Regions from separate parts of the Sus scrofa genome. Here region 1 is linked to region 2. Evidence: chromatin contacts called from public Hi-C data. All regions are on one chromosome and are shown on one strand. The core of a region is the stretch at or near the end of the contact, and the rest is flanking DNA. Distances in the headings are between cores, read along the strand shown.

Region 1 (3,618 bases), core at 1,072-3,571, 260 kb after region 2:
CGCAAGACTTTGATTAAAATATTGTGGAGGAGTTCCCGTCATGGCGCAGTGGTTAATAAATCCGACTAGGAACCATGAGGTTGCAGGTTCGATCCCTGGCCTTGCTCAGTGGGTTAATGATCTGACGTTGCCATGAGCTGTGGTGTGGGTCGCAGATGCGGCTCGGATCCTGTGTTGCTGTGGCTCTGGTGTAGGCCAGCAGCTACAGCTCCGACTAGACCCCTAATCTGGGAACCTCCATATGCCACAGGAGCGGCCCTAGAAAAGGCAAAAAGACAAAAAAAAAATTTTTTTAATAAAATATTGTGGAGTGCAGCCTATATTATAAATAGCTCATGTGTATTCTAAATTTTGGACAGGAGAAATGCTTTTCCTTTGACACCCTAGTGCATGAAATGTGCATTTCCCCTCGTAGTATTTTCTTTGCCTTTGTGAGACTTTTCCAGGCTGATGTGTGGACACACAACAGTGTGGCAGTTTGAACTCTTACTGTTTCTGTCTATTGATTGCATCATCACTGGTCTTAAGTAGCTGCAAAAGGGAGCACACTAGATTCCATTGAATACTTTGCCCATTCAACTACATTAGTGCCTCATTTCATCCCTACAAAGCCTTTATGATGAAACTATTATTATCTTCAACAATCTGAAACTCAAGTATCAACTAAGTTGCCCTAGAGAGTTGCAGGATGAACAACCCACTGGGCTGGGATGCAAATTCAGGTGTGTCTGGTGCCTCAGTGGAGGGTGGACATCAGATGACTAGGAGTCACAAATAACTAGCTGTACATAGTAACTACATAAATAAATGCTTTTTAGTAAATGCTTTTTTAGCTTTTTTTTTTTTTTTTTTTTTTTTTTTTGTCTTTTCAGGGTCGCACCCACAGCATATGGAGATTCCCAGGCTAGGGGTCTAATCAGAGCTGTAGCTGCCAGCCTACACCACAGCCACAGCAACACCAGATCCGAGCCGCATCTGCAACCTACACCACAGCTCACTGCAACACTGGATCCTTAACCCACTGAGCGAGGCCAGGGATCAAACCCTCAATCTCATGGTTCCTAGTCGGATTCGTTTCTGCTGCGCCACAAGGGGAACTCCAGTAAATGCTTTTTAATGGAAATCATTGAAAGCACATCTTTCCTAAAATATTTGTAAACTGATATAACTATATTAAGTGTTGATGGGAGAAAAAAAAAGACTTATGCCTGATTCTATTAACACGCACACAAAAATGTTTTAAATTAAGACCCTTCTGGAGTTCCCATCATGGCGCAGCGGAAATGAATCCGACTAGGAACCATGAGATTGAGGGTTCGATCCCTGGCCTCGCTCAGAAGGTTAAGGATCCAGCATTGCCACAAGCTGTGGTGTAGGTTGCAGACACGGCTCGGATCCTGCCTTGCTGTGGCTATGGCATAGGCCAGCATCTGCTCTGATTAGACCCCTAGCCTGGGAAACTCCATATACCACAGGTGTGGCCCTGAAAAGGCAAAAAAAAAAAAAATTTGAGTCTTCTGAGATTGGCTTGAATAATATTGAAAACAATTTAAATGGGCACATAACTACTCTATCTCTTACCAATGAGAAAACTCAAATCACCCTAACCCACTCTTTCATTCACTGCAATGTATATCATGATACTGCTCAAATATTTGTGGCTTATTTTAACCCAAATCTGTACACTGAATTCTCTGCTGAATGGATTTGGGCTTTTAGTTTTACTTCTCGGTATCTAGTTTAAAAGGAAAAAGCACTCAACATTCTAGCAGCAGCAAACTTGAGAGAAATAGCATGAGGGACTTAGAATATGAATTCTTTTTCAGTCCCCAAAGGGACGCTGTTTCACCAAGACCCAGGTCAGAGGGCTGGGCACCGCTGGGGCAGGTCACATGGCTGATCTGGGGTGAACTTGTTTTGTGAAGAAACAGATGATTTCTAGCTCTAAGGCTGCTGTTCCTGTAACTTTTTAGCAACAGTTAAATCCATTCCAAAATGACAAGTAAAAGAAAAGAACATTCTGAATAAAGTGCAGATGAATGGAGTTTTCCCCTGCCTCCCTGGGAATATTATGAGCATCTTACAAAGGCAGTCATATCCTGTTTCTTTCTCTGGTTGCTACAACTGTGGTTTGTATACTGGCTGTATCGCTAATGTGAATTTCTAACCCAAAAAATGTCAAAAGAAAAAAAAATTGTACTCCTTCACAAGTATGCATTTTTCTTCCTTAACTTTCAACAAGCACTGTTCTAAGTCATTGTTATTTTTTCTACACTGGAAGCAAATAGCCACATCTTTTTCATATCCTACTGCTAGCACAGAAGGTGAAATACTGACATCAATGAAAGGAGTTGCAAGTTCAGCATTAATAGAAACCAGGCAAACACTATTGGGCTATTTATAACTCAACAGTGCCCCCTAGTGTGCCTATAAAAATTAGCATGAGCCCAAGATTCAAAATAAATCGAGTTGAAAAAAGCCAATCAAAAGACATTCACAGGAGTCCTCTGGTGGCCTAGCAGTTAAGGACCCGGTGTTGTCACTGCTGTGGCTCAGGTCACTGCTGTGGCTGGGTTCAATCCCTAACCCGGGAACTTTTTGTGGCAAAAAAAAAAAAAAAAAAAAAAAGTCAATAAATTTATCTTGTCAAACAATCAAGGCATTTGCCTTTTCAGGTGAAACTAATTATTTCAACAAGAGACATAGGTTACTTTCAACTAACAATAGGGCATTAAGAAGATCAGATTCAGGTAGAAAGAGCATCAAAACACATGGAAAGAGATAATCCAAAATACAAATATGCATTTTGAAAGGAGACAGAAGAAGGAGGAGAAACAGACCCTTCCTGCTGGACGCAACTGATGTCCTAAGAGGGAACATCCATCCTGCAGTCCCACGCTCAGATCTTTATTCTCTGCTAGAGTTCTTATCCCTCTGTATTTGAATACTATTTTTTTTTCATCTTTTGCCATTTCTTGGGCTGCTCCCACAGCATATGGAGGCTCCCAGGCTAGGGGTCGAATCGGAGCTGTAGCCACCGGCCTACGCCAGAGACACAGCAAGGGATCCGAGCCTCGTCTGCGATCTACACCACAGCTCACAGCAACGCTGGATCCCTAACCCACTGAGCAAGGCCAGGGGTCGAACCCGAAACCTCATGGTTCCTAGTCGGATTCGTTAACCACTGAGCCACGACGGGAACTCCTGAATACTATTATCTTTAACATTCCTTTCACCATTTAGAGGAAATCTTCCTTGGCTGGTACTCTATCTCAATGTCCTCAAAAATGACATGCCATGCCAATAAAGCTTCACCAGGAGTTCTTGTCATGGCTCAGCAGTTAACAAACCCCACTAGTACCCATGAGGAGGCGGGTTCGATCCCCAGCCTCACTCAGTGGGATAAGGATCCAGCATTGCAGTGAGCTATGGGTGTAGGCCGCAAATGCGGCTCAGATCCTGCGTTGCTGTGCCTGTGGCGTAAGCTGGCAGCTACAGCTCCAATTCGACCCCTAGCCTGGGGACCTGCATATGCCATGGGTGCAGCCCTAAAGAGACAAAAATAAATAAATAGATAAAAGCTTCATCATGTCCACTCTATGGAAAAAGATCAATAGA
Region 2 (3,478 bases), core at 583-3,082:
AAATATGAAAGTTTTGTTTACTTTCGGAGTTCAAGAGCCAAATAAGAAACGAGTTTCCTTCATGAACGTCTCATTAAACCAGAGATAAGAGCTTTCAGAAACAAAATCAGCGTACGGTCTAAGTCTAGACTGAAGACATCCTGCTCCTAGTTTGGGGGGAGGGGACTCAGATCTGTTAAATACAACCCCAGTATCTAACCCACCGCGGGAAAAACGAGGCATTTCATTTTATTCCCTTTCCCACTACAATGTTCATCGCTCTTCCTCAGTGAGGTCCCTCTTGACAGGGTGGGTCTCTTGCAAACAGTGGGATTCGTATTGGGCTAGAGGATGCGCTGGTCCCATCTAAGCTGAGGATACGTAAATGCTGTCGTTTTCCTGAGGATGCACATACCGTGCTTTTGGCACCTTAGGAAATCAGGAAGGCAAGGCTGGCCTTGTTCCCTGATGGAACAATGCTGTGAGTAACATTTCCAACATGAATCACGCTTGTTGAGGAAATCAGCAATGTGAAGCAAAGGGAATTAAAGGACTCTATTCACATATGACGCTGATAACAAATAACCAAAAAGGAGCCCTTCCCTCCCCTCCCAAACTTGCGTGGTGTTCGAAACACCTGTTTTCCTTTTATGAAAGGGTTTTACGTGTAACAGTGGACATCTCTTGAAATGATGGGTGACACTGCTTATCACCAAAGCAGCAGAAAATGGAAAGGAAAAGAAGCCTTTTTTTTTTTTTATAAACTGTGAAGAGATAATAAAACCACAAAGTAGCCACAAAGCCCCTCTGCCCGAGATGTGACCTAGAAACCAATTGGAGACCTGAAACAGTGGTGAGGTGCCACTTGAGAGACCTCTAGCCATCCAACCATCAGCCCGAAAGATACTGTCCTGCATGTCTAAAAAAATTACAGGAAAAACCCAAATATGAAGAGAATGAAGTGTCATACAGAAACTCGTATGAAAGGAATTATACAGTCATTCCAAAGAGCAGAAAGGCACTATAACATGAAAAGGGAATTCTGATATAAAGGGACTCAGGGGAAAAAAAAAAAAAAAAAAACTTTTTTTTTTTTTTTGGTCTTTTGTCCTTTTAGGGCCACACCTATGGCATATGGAGGTTCCCAGGCTAGGGGCCAAATCGGAGCTGTAGCCACCAGCCTACCCCACAGCCACAGCAATGCCAGATTCGAGCCACATCTGCGACCTACAGCACAGCTCACAGCAATGCCGGATCCTTAACCCACTGAGCCAGGCCAGGGATCGAAACCGAAACCTCGTGGTTCCTAGTCAGATTTGTTTCCGCTGCACCATGACGGGAACTCCAAAAAAATGTTTTGATAAACTGACATTACCTAAAAAATCTGAGAGGTGAAGAAATAACCAGACTCAGTGGCAGCAGTTTCTGCCTGACCAACACTTTCTTAGGGCTTGAAAAGGAGAGTGTGCTGTAGGGCCAGAGCGAGCATGATGGCTGTTTTAGGGCAAGACAGGGAAATAAAATGAACTGCTAACATATCTATAAATCTTTTGGGTTCCACGACATCTTCATGTCACACTACGGTAGTTCTGGGTTCTGAGAAACTCGATGGAGGGTGTTTGGCCCATGGCAGAAAAAGTGAGTCCACAGGGCAAAGAGCAAGGTCACCTTGAACCACGCCAGTTTCTCTGACGGGTGGTTGTGGAGGTGACTGGGAATGCCAGGCAAGGACTCAACTCGTCTCCTGGGGCCTGATGGTTTCGTTTTAGAGCCCGACCTCAGATCCGTGTTACATCAACTCTTCTAGGGTGGAGTTCAGAGCACCACACGGATTTCTTTTGGCCCCGATCCTGCACTGCAGCTGTTTGTACTTATTTGAGGTATGGTGTATTTTGAAACAAAGTGAGCCAGATTTCCCCTACTGCCTATGTCAGTGGCTGGTACTGGGAACCATTAACTCTTTCACAGCCAGGCGACTGGTGATGGCAGTACACCCATCGCACGGAAGAGACATAAGGAAATGTGGCCCAGAACTAGGAAAGGAGCTCCAAACAAGAAGCTCGTTTCAAAGCAAAGGCAGTTATTCCATCAATTACTTTGTTTCTGGACCTTATCTATCTCCAAACAAGTTTCAGCCAGGTTACAACTAGTTACAAAAGAACAAGAGGCATGACTACAAATGACTGTATGCCAACAAATTGGATAATCTAGAAGAAATGGATAAATTCCTAAAAACATTCAACCTACCAAGACAGAATCATGAACAGAAACACTGAACAGACCAATAATGAGTAAGGAGATTTTTTCAAAAGTAGACAAAATTCTCCCATAAGGAAAGACTAAGACCAGAAGGTTTCACTGGTGAATTCTACCAAACATTTCAAGACAATACCAATCTTTCTCAAACTCTGAAAATACCAATCTTTCTCAAACTCTGAAAAAATTGTAGAGAAGAAAACACCCCAAATCTCATTTTACAAGGTTAGCATTACCCTGATACCAAAGCCAAAGAAGGACACTACACGAAAACTACAGGATTCTCAATTCTAGCAAGCCAAATTCAACAACACATTAAAAAGATCAAACACCACAATCAGGTAGGATTTACCTCTGGGATACAAGAATGGGTCAACATGAGAAAATTAATCACTATGATATATAACATTAATAGAATACAGGATAAAAATTATACAATGCTTGGAATTTTTTCCACTGTGGCTCGGCAGGTTAAGAAACCGACTAGTATCCATGAGGATGTGAGTTCAATCCCTGGCCTTGCTCAGTGGGTTAAGGATCCGGCATTGCTGTGAGCTGTGGTGCAGGTCGCAGATGCAGCTTGGATCTGGTGTTGCTATGGCTATGGCATAGGTCAGCAGCTGCAGCTCTGATATGACACCTAGCCTAGGAACTTGCATATGCCACAGGTACAACCCTTAAAAGCAAAAAGAAAAAGAAAAAAGAAAAAAGAAATACTATCCTCTCAGTAGATATAGAAAAGCATTTGTCAAAATTCAACATACGTGCATGATAAAAACTCAAACTGGGTAGAGAAGGAATGTACCTCAACCTATATATGACAGACAGACAGCTGACATCATACTCAGTGATAAAAGGCTGAAATCTTTCCCACTAAGTTCAGGAACAAGACAAGGATGACCACTCTACCACTCCTATTCAACACAGATAAGTCCTAACCAGAGCAATAAGGCAATAAAAATAAAAGACATCCAAAGAGACAGCAAACAATTAAATAGTTGTCTGCTTGCAGACTATATAATCTTATATATAGAAAAGCCTAACGATTCCATCAAAAAAAAAAAACTGTTAGGAGTAATAAACTCATTCAGTAAAGTTGCAAGATAGAAAAATCAACATTAAAAAAATCAGTTGTGGGAGTTGCTATTGTGGCTCAGCAGGTTAAGGACCTGACATTGTCTTTGTGAAGATGCGGGTTCAATCCCTGACCTCGCTCAGTGGGTTAAGGATCCAGTGTTGCTGT

The links. A called contact is a pair of places that touch in the nucleus more often than the background predicts.
Region 1: a contact with region 2 is called in a Hi-C map of skeletal muscle, with 2.8 times the contacts expected there. The contact joins two enhancer-like sites. A contact is called at or near these places in 4 of 47 Hi-C or Micro-C datasets (embryonic fibroblasts, heart right ventricle and skeletal muscle).

What each region holds. Positions count from the first base shown.
Region 1 is chr1:252,183,565-252,187,182 of Sscrofa11.1, forward strand. No RefSeq gene overlaps it. Among named protein-coding and RNA genes, the nearest start is that of KIAA0368, 140 kb to the right of the region's middle. Within about 2 kb of position 2,322, at least 13 of the 83 cell types and tissues checked have an H3K27ac peak or open chromatin away from gene starts, as enhancers often do. A contact at or near this core is called in skeletal muscle, where this site is marked.
Region 2 is chr1:251,926,364-251,929,841 of Sscrofa11.1, forward strand. All of the region lies in intron 1 of LPAR1 (lysophosphatidic acid receptor 1), which reads right to left. Among named protein-coding and RNA genes, the nearest start is that of LPAR1, 50 kb to the right of the region's middle. Within about 2 kb of position 1,833, at least 18 of the 83 cell types and tissues checked have an H3K27ac peak or open chromatin away from gene starts, as enhancers often do. A contact at or near this core is called in skeletal muscle, where this site is marked.